Linked DNA regions of Gossypium hirsutum: regions 1 and 2 are each linked to region 3. A link is a contact called in public Hi-C data. All regions are on one chromosome and are shown on one strand. Each heading gives the region's core, a stretch centred on a gene start, on an enhancer-like site or on the middle of the called end of the contact. The rest is flanking DNA. Distances are from core to core; before and after follow the strand shown. Region 1 holds the start of LOC107951282 (deSI-like protein At4g17486). Region 2 holds the start of LOC107901469 (sec-independent protein translocase protein TATB, chloroplastic). Region 3 holds the start of LOC107951278 (scarecrow-like protein 8).

Region 1 (3,214 bases), core at 13-2,512, 220 kb before region 3:
AGGCCTTCGAACCTAAACGGGTAGCCCAACTCATGAACAGATCTAGCCTTGAGCTACACGTCCCAACCAAAAATAACCTTTCCGATCATAATCCTATAGGGATAACAATTTTCTCCATGGTTGAGATGACCACATAGAAATCATAATAAAAAAAGCTTTTCATAGCAAAACCTAACTTAAACATGGGTACCTTTAGGAAGAGCAATCTTCTTTCTTCTCTTCAAAGGATTACAAATCTTAACCTGCACCCTTATACTCTTGAAGGATTTGATTCTCGACTTAACAATTTCACATTATACTCAAGAAAAGTTCCAATAAAGTTACTAAATTGCTTTGCCATCATTTGCGACATTAATCTATTATGGAGGTCATGTATCTGCACCCAAAAATCAATAAAGTATAGCAAAACTTGCAAAGGATCCTCATCCTTCTCAAGCCAATTAAATGCCAAAAGATGATTGTTGAAAGTTCAAGGGGCTCCATCTACTAATCGATCAATGTCAACTTCGTAAAGAATTTAAATAGATATCGCTTCTCTGTTATATCTAAAATAGCCACTCCCTTAGAAAGATGCCAAAGATTCTCAAGCTTATTTTGCATCGCTTGAAACTGGACTACACTAGTGGTTAGAAAGCACCCAACTAGGCAGAACCCATCATTAAGACCACACTCCTCTTCCCCGACATTCACTTCCTAGGCTTCTTCTTCCCATCATCAATCAGCAAATTGTCCATCTCAAGCTCCATAGTCAATGATTGACTTTGTACCCCTGATCAGAAATAAAAAAAACCCGAACACTATCAGATCCAAATTGCAAGCAAAAAAACGGCAAGAGAAAGCAATTTAAAATTAAAATAATTAAAATAAAATAATTTAAAATTAAACCCGAGCCTAAAATAAACTTATTTATGAATGATTTACTACTTTATTTATAATTCAATTATTATATATATTTTTATATATACAATTTTAATATTAATTTATGTGAAGATATTTTATAATTAAGTTTTTGGCTCAGATGTCACATAATCTAATTTAATAAAAGTTCTAATATACAACCATGTAAATACTTAAAAAACGAGAAGGGCACAAAAATAATTTCGATAAGAAAAAGATGTCGGTGTTGCGTTGGAGTTAATAATTGCATAACGTGACGACGTGGGTGGGGCATCTTATCCAACTCGGGGCTGTGAATCAATCACTAACTCAGTGCCCGACAATTGTAAAAAGAAATATAACTAACCATCTGCCCATTCCCGTAAATTCCATCAACTTCCAAGGGCCATTTCAAATTCCCGTCATTTTCATCTAAAATATCCTCTTCCTTGCCTCTATTCTTTTTCAGTCCAAATTCTTAAAAGCTTTGAAAACATTTTAAAAAACAAAATCTAATATTGAGAAACAGGATTGGAAAGAGATTCCGGGATTTGAGCATTTCGAGGCGGAAAAAGAATTACTTCTCACTGTTACGTAACAAAATTCCGAAAGAGTGCGAAAAAGCAAAGTTCGACTCCTCAATCCAACGGAATTTAATCGTTGGACTTGGAAGCTTTTAAGAGTGCAAAAAGAGATAGAGAGAGTAGTAGAATCCAGAGAGCTGTTGGGGTTTTGAGTTTGAAGATGACAGAGGTGAGATTACACATATATGATGTGACCAACAGTGGATCGGATAAAACCAACAGCACTATTGTTCAAATCAACAAGATCTTCAAGGACGGAATAGGCCTCGGCGGCATCTTCCACAGCGCAGTTCAGGTTTCTCTTTTCACTTTTACATTTCTATTACTTTCTTTATTGTTGTGCTTGAATGAGATCTAGGGTTCTTGGCATGGGACTTTTTTTTTTGGTGTTCTTTTTCTTGGATTTTAACTTGTAAGTTATATGAATATTTGACCCTGATTTTAAACAAGATGTGCCGTTCTTGTTGCTGCGTTTCGATAATATTTATTAAAGGAAATGGGAGCTTTAAATCTTTGTTTTGGTTAAAAGGAGTTGTTTCAACTTTCAAGGTGGTTGTGAACTGAAAAGAGACTGCTACGAGGAATTTATGGTTAATCTGTAGGTTTATGTTTTCCCTGTTTCTATTGTAGGGTGAGAATCTTGGTAGTCTATTTTATCATTTTAATTTATCGAATTGATCTAGTGAACTCTGAGAGATTTTGCAACTATTTGTTCAGTTATTGTGGATTATTTGTATCCAGTTTTATTTTTGAAAGAATTTATAGAAATCTGCCATGATGTTACTTCACTTTTTATTGTAGTTTGGGTACCATCAATGGTTACTTCACACCGCTTTACAAATTTAGATTCATTTTGTCATTAATCTCTTGGCTCATCTTTTACATTTTCATTGTTGCTTTTTATAGACTAATTTTGTTGATACCGAACCAATAACTCATTGCTTCAGATACCTGTGTATCTATCTAATTTTTTTTTAATGGATATCATATGAAACTTTTAGTTCTCCAAAGAGAACATTTTGAGACAGTATCTATGCGGTCAAATTTTGGGATCTGAGGTATGGTATACTAATGTCAGCATCTCATGACTCTCTTTAATGAATCTGTTATTGATGCCTTTTTCTTGTCAAACTTAATAACTTAACATGCCATGTTGACAGGTTTATGGAGAAGAGGAATGGTCTTTTGGCTTCTGTGAGCAAGGGTCGGGGGTGTTCAGTTGTCCTTCTGGCAAAAATCCAATGTATACATATCGCGAGTCCATGGTCCTTGGAATAACTAACTCTTCAAAATTGAACGTAAACCAGATCTTGCAGGAACTTAGTAGAGAGTGGCCTGGAAGTTCCTATGACTTGTTATCCAAAAATTGTAACCATTTCTGTGATGAGTTCTGCGAAAGGCTTGGTGTCCAAAAGCTTCCAGGTAACTTACGATATCTTTTATTCTTGTTGATGGGCTGAACTACTGTAGGTATTCTGTGTGGTCACTGCTTTGCCTATCCCTATAACTTTATAGTGCACCTGCAGATGGGCAAGTTCTTTAATATAGCCTTATGTAACTTAAGTCTGGCCTATTGCTTGATGTAAATTCGTGGAGAACATTGTGCTTAATGACAATAGCTAAGTTGTGGATGCTAACTAAGAGCTTAGTGCTTTGCTTGTCCTGTTCTATTATCTATGTGTTTTGGTGATAAATCTGAATATCAACTATTTTAAGTTCTGGCTTGGGCTACCTGCATATTCTTAGTATTAGGT
Region 2 (3,363 bases), core at 315-2,814, 240 kb after region 3:
AATACATCAAGGCATCATTAGAATGAGCCCTGAAAGGATAGGGGAACTTAAGAGTTTAAAATAGGGTAATACAATGGAATGAATTGGACTTAAATGACAACAATGTTTTTGCATCAAGGGAAAAAAATCATTATCTTGTCAAACAACACTACATTAATGCCTCGCTTGGTTACTAGTCTTATATATGAGGAAAATGCTTATTTATTACAGATGTAGTACAATAGTTAGATATAAACTAAAGAATAGTTAGTACAATTTTAAATTTGAAACTAGAAAGATGAGTAAAAACTGATAAAAAATAAGACTTCTTCAAAATAAGCGAAAAATTTTCCTTCTCTTTACTAAAATTAAGTCATGGGAATGGCTTTCAATAAAAAGGATTCTTTCTATCATCTAAGATTATAATTTAAACGAACATTTGAATTCTAATATAAGACAAGAAACCATATCAATTTCAGTTTCAAGCAAAGCTAAGTATTGTCTATAAAATCCAACACTAAACCAGCAATAATTTTCAGTTTCAACAATTTATCATACCAACTTCCCAGGCACTCCTTAGAAAATTCTACCAATTTTTTTGCTTCTTGTTGATTAATTCATATTTGAAGCGTTGAATAGAGATTAATATTTTAAAATAGTTGCCACAAAGCCTACGTTTCCAAAGCTTAGGACCTATCTAAATCCAATACCCGCATGAAATTAGAAACTTGAACTGTACAAATACATACATTACAAACATATGATAGACACAAACAGCCTGGAAAATCATCAAATGTTACAAACCATAAAAGGAGCAAGTGACAGGTTGGTGCTTATAATTGAAACAACATGCAAATGAGAATGACTTGTCCCTTAGTATATAAAGGCAGAACATACCTCAGCCAGACCCTTGGGACCAAACACCAACAAAGCAACTACCCCAATAACCAGAGCCTCAGGAGCTCCAACGCCAAACAAAGATGCATGAACCACCTTTCCTTTACATCTTCCTTTTTTTTCTGAAATTCAATAATCAAAATAAATGAACTGCATAGAGTAAAAAGACATCTTAAAAAGAGGAAACCCAGACCAAAAAAAAAAAAAAACCTAATTTAAGAGATTTTGGTGACATTGAAATGCCCAGATGCTTTAGACCACTCCATTGAGAAAAAAAAGATGGACCCAACTGAGGAAACCACGTGGTGAAACGGAAAGGAAAGGATTTGCGATGTGAAACTAAAGGAGAGAAGGAGAAAGTAGTGGACTTGGAGCTAACGGAAGGTGTGAATAAGAATGCGGAAGTTGAGACGGCCATAATTGTGGTCATTTGAAGAGATAGATAATTTTAGTGAGTTTAAGGAGAGCTTAGATTTTTCCGAGCATAGACATGGAATTGGGAGGGGACAAGGTTATCTTGAAATGGGAAGATGTCTAAAAATGCAATATGTGGAAAATGATGGTCGAGGAGATTACGATACCAACAATTACAGAGAAGGTTTCTTTTGGAGCTCACTTGATCCGGATTCTGGAGATCTTATTGTAGGCTGAAACGGCCATTTCAATGTGGGTCGACACCTGACTATCATGATCAGCCATCACCAAGTTCTGGGCTTGATTTAGGTAGTCAAATGCTGGCACATCATGTTTAAGATAGCCCAATTTTTTAGGGCTTCTCCACGATGTTTGATAAAAATGAGTTACGTTCAGTTTTCTTTCTTCAATAACCTTTACCCTGGATTAATTGGTAATATTTTCAATTCGATTCTTATACTTTCTTTTTCTTTTTCATATTAATCTTAGGAATAATATTTAATACACCGTGGTCCACAAGTTTTATTTATCGATATCATCGATAAATAATATTATTATACCTCATTATTAAATAAAATAAAAAAGAGTGGATGACTTATATAGTGATTTTTTAAAAAAAATTATTAAATAAATATAACTATATAAAAAATTAAAAAATTTATTGAAATTTTATATAATTTTTTTACTAAAGATACATGTCCAAAATGAACTTGAATAATTGGGGCCAAAATTTATCTAAATTTGGAAATTCATTCTAAACTTATTTTAACAACTACACGTGTATTTTAAAGTAAATCTAAAAGGGTTTTCAGTTTTGAGATTTTTGAATTTTGATGAGATGAACCTAGACTTGCGTTTGTCCAGGTTCGTTCTGGACATGCATTTTTTGATTTTTTTTTTACCTTTTTTAATATGAGTATACGATAATATATAATATAAATGATGAATTATATAGAATCATGGATTATAGGACTAGAGGATAATATGTTCTGTCTTGATTTACTTACTTGTATGGAGCAAGGATTAAAGTTTTGATTAGACATCTATTTTGGTAAGAGTTCAAATTATATCATGTCATCTATCACCATAATATTATATAATAAAAAAAGGGTGGCTTAAATTTTTTTTAAAATTATTTATTGAATGAAATAATAAACTTCACATAGGATCCAGAATCAGAATATATTTTCAATTCTCTGAAGATTCTAAACTACATAGTAATGGAGATCGGATGATACTAAGTATGATAGTTGAATATGGATATATATTTTGTATGAGTATATTTAATTTATGTGTTGAATACAAATATTTTAAAAAGGATAGAGAGGTACGTGTCTTTGCAACATATAATACCAAAACAAGGCCAAAGTATTTGTTGAACAGGTAAGAGATAAAAAGAGCATATTTTCATTCATTTATTACATTAAAAAAAGCAGCAAATGCAGATGATTGCAACCAAAAATTAAAATAATACTTCAGCTTCAGCTCCATCTTAGTTGCCGCAAAAAACACAAAGTAACAAACCTGTCCGAGTAACATCTGTAGATACAAGCCAATTCCAAATGACAGAACTTCCATTCCTAGACTAGATGCCTGAAATTCAAAGATTTTTAGTTGCCAGTGGATTCGAACCTCTAGAATAGCAAATCTGAGTAGAATTCTTTTACATGTAATAGTGTTGTCTGTGAGTGACATCTATGGTGGAAGCCCTACTCCCTACTGCTCTTCATTCTTTAACTTTGTGCTGGAGCTTTTGTTTGTTTTGAATCATTATTGACACTGTAGCTGTCAGGATTTGTTTTTGTAAGACTTTATTATCGAAATGCAAGACCTCAAAGCGAGGAAAGCTCTCTCCGACTATTTTTTTTGTTCACAAAATTTGAATAGACTTTACTTGGGACTTAACCTTGTTAGAGAAAAGTTATATTCATGAGACCTTCGGGTTAAAGGTTACCCAAATTCTTAGCTTGAGTTAGTGGCAACTTTATAGTGAATGAGAGCAGACCTGTGGTGTTTCAAATCTGGGGTACACTTTAACCATCTCAAATTTGGAGTCATTGCCATTGGGTTGAA
Region 3 (3,088 bases), core at 332-2,831:
GCAACTGAGTCGCTGCAGCGTGTTCCTTGCTGAACAACTCAGTCACCGGTGGCGAGCTTTCTACGGAGTTGAGCCGCGATTTTAGAGCCAACAACATGCACTCCGTCAACCTCTGCTCTGAATTCCCTTTAGCATTAGCAAGTTGAGCTAATCGGGCCAGGATCTCGTTTAGGACGTCAGTTTTGCCCTCGGAAATAGCTGATGCAACCTCCATTATTGTCTGCTTTGGACAAAGAGAAACTGGAGAAGCCACCGATGACGTGGACGAAGAGGATGAAGTAGTTGAAGAAGTAGGCGATGTGGCAATCGGCTTGTTAGGGCTGCTCGAACTGATCAAGGTTTGTATAGTTTCTGACCATTCGCTGTTGCTATTGGTAATCACCGAAACGGCATCTCCTTCCTCCTCGTTGTCGTCGTCTAGTAGCTGTTTCTCCAGCTCTTGAAGCTGATTCATCATCTTCTTTTCCGGGTCTTGCGCCTGGACCACCCGTGCTTGCACCAAGTTCAAGTACTGAGCGCTTGAGAAACCAGGGTTCACGGCCTGGATTGTGGCTCCGGAGCTGATACCTAGAGGAAGTTGCTGCGGCCTCAGCTGCTGTAAAACCGGCACCCCGTATCGCTGCGACATGGAAGAAGAAGGCGAGAAATTACAGGTAACGTCCGGTAACATGTTGCACGAGAAATCTATAGGCGATAAGGGAGAAAACGGATAAGCGTGCTGGTAATTTTTGGGCTTAACTGGACGGGGATAAAGATTATTGAGGCCGTGGTTATTGAAGTCAGCTCGTGTTCGCTTGCCGACGAAACTGGGTGCGGCTCTGTTCACGATCTGAGACGTTGGGTCCATGAAGATTCCATGTGTCCCGTACGGTGCGGTGGGTTGGTTGTTGCTCATGGAGCCACTGTTAGAGACGGATCCGCCTGCTATTCTACCGTAAAACTCTGTGCCACCCCCGGAGAACCCCGATGTCATTTCCCTCCCCTCTCTTTTCTCTCTTCAGAGAGCGGATTCATAGAAGAAAAATAAATGAATGAAATAAGAATAACGTGAATTAGCTTTTGAAGAAACTCATGATTGAAGACTCGAAAGATAGAGCTTCGATTATGGCGTAAAAACGATTCTCCTGAATCCAACGGAGGTGTGGATTAATGGAGAAGATATATATATAAAAGAAAGAAGGGGTTTCCAAAATCCAACCAGCTCTTACCCGTCCGGTTTTGGTGGTTTCTGGTTTTATATTTAAATTAATGTGTTAAATACTTTTTTTATTTTGATGAACCAAAGCAATCAGATCACAGCCGTTAATCGCTTTTCTGATTTGGCGGTTCTTGATATTTTTTTATAACAGTGTTCGGTGATTGCTTTTAATGAAGACCACGGATATTAGCTTCAGTGCGAGCTGTTTGAAAACAAATACCACGCGTTTTTTCTCGAGATTTAACTCACGTAGCAATGGGAATTGAGGTACGGAGAATGCGAGGGTAAACCTCCCAGGTGCTTACCCAACTTTTACAATGTTTTCATTTTTGGTCACATAAAAAAAACTTGTAATTTTGTCACTCAACTTTTAAGGTAATTTCATTTTAGCCACCTAAATGTTAAATCCTTAATGGCACCTCACTGTACACACCAAATCATGTCACATCATATTTATACTTTCATTTTGTAACCCAACTTCTAAATCACTTTTATTTTGGTCGCCCAAAAAAATATTTTTAAAGTCTTTATCCAAGTAAAAAAAATAAGTATCAAAATGAAAAAATGATAGAAACTAAAATAATGCATTAAAAATTTGGCAAATTGTACTTGTTTATCCCATTCTTGAAAATTCTAATTTTTTTCACTCTTGATAATATCAACCGGTTTATTATCATAATATTGAAATTAATTAATTAATTAATTAAACTCCATCTAAATTTTAAAATTTTATTTTATGCTTCTAAATTATCTTTAACAAAATCAACTCGAATAACTCATATTAAATAACGAAAAGAATAATAAAAATAAATTTAAGTTTCATAGACAATTATTAAATATGAATTTTTTAGTTGATTTTGTTAAGGATAATTTGAAAACATAAAATAAAATTTAAAATTTTAGGAGGAGATTAAATTAATTAATTTGATAAATTTCAATATTACAGTAACAAATTGGGTGACACTATCAAGGATAAAAATTTTCAACAATTTATTTAATTGATTTTGAATGTTCTGAAATTTAATTTTTCAATATTGAAAAAAAATAGAACTTTCAGCAAGGAAGTAAACAAATACAATATGAGTTTTTTTAATATATTATTTTAGTTTCTATAGTTTTTTCACTTTAATCTTTAATATTTTTTTACCTTAATCAATACTTAAAAATGATTTTTTTACTAAAAAGAAAGCGTCGTGACCAAAGTGAAAGTGTAAATATAAATTGGTGTATAGTCAACCACCATTAGAGATTTAACGCTTGAGTGACTAAAATGAAAACGCCTAAAAATTGGGTGATAAAATTGCAAGGATTTCTTTTTGGATGGTTAAAATGAAAGTGGCTTAAAAGTTTGGTGACCAACTGGGGAGTTTACCCAAAATAAAAGTGAAATGTGAATCCACGCGAAGGATATGATCGTCGGACGTGAATTTCAATTGAGTGAAATTCTAATGATCTTTGTTGGGTATTTCATCACCTGACAGGACAGTTACCAACTGTTTAAGAAAAAAGGCAAGGGGCAGGAACAAGTAAGGAAAGCGGGTTTTTTATTAAAATGGGTTAAAAAAATTTTTATATACTGAAATGGGATGTGAGAAAATTTATTTACGAAAATAGGATATTTTTTTTATCGGAAACTATTTCAGAGGCACCAATGAATAAAAAATATTAATTTTTTTTAATGGTTTATATTAAAAAAATTTATAAAATATAATTAAATATTTTCCCGGGTTAGTATATGACCGGTATAATACATAGTATTGGCGCCTATTTCAGAGGCGCCAATGGTGGTGCCTATCTGAGAGGCGCCAATGGTATTATTTTATGTAAAAATTTGTTTCAAAAAATTAATAAATACTGTTAAATAAATACAAAATCAAATAAAATTACATA

What was found. Hi-C and Micro-C count contacts between places; a contact is called where the count stands out from the background.
Region 1: a Hi-C map of leaf shows a contact between it and region 3, with 2.0 times the contacts expected there. The contact joins the promoter of LOC107951282 here to the promoter of LOC107951278 in region 3. A contact is called at or near these places in 3 of 34 Hi-C or Micro-C datasets (all in leaf).
Region 2: a Hi-C map of leaf shows a contact between it and region 3, with 2.3 times the contacts expected there. The contact joins the promoter of LOC107901469 here to the promoter of LOC107951278 in region 3. A contact is called at or near these places in 2 of 34 Hi-C or Micro-C datasets (both in leaf).

Annotation. Positions count from the first base shown.
Region 1 is chrD09:19,021,840-19,025,053 of Gossypium_hirsutum_v2.1, reverse strand. It overlaps LOC107951282 (deSI-like protein At4g17486), which reads left to right and starts at 1,262. Exons shown (of 4, transcript XM_016886277.2): 1 at 1,262-1,755; 2 at 2,621-2,882. The coding sequence starts at 1,621.
Region 2 is chrD09:18,562,704-18,566,066 of Gossypium_hirsutum_v2.1, reverse strand. LOC107901469 (sec-independent protein translocase protein TATB, chloroplastic) reads right to left here and starts at 1,564. Exons shown (of 6, transcript XM_016827493.2): 1 at 1,087-1,564; 2 at 877-998. The coding sequence starts at 1,306.
Region 3 is chrD09:18,806,134-18,809,221 of Gossypium_hirsutum_v2.1, reverse strand. It overlaps LOC107951278 (scarecrow-like protein 8), which reads right to left and starts at 1,581. Exons shown (of 1, transcript XM_016886272.2): 1 at 1-1,581. The coding sequence starts at 973.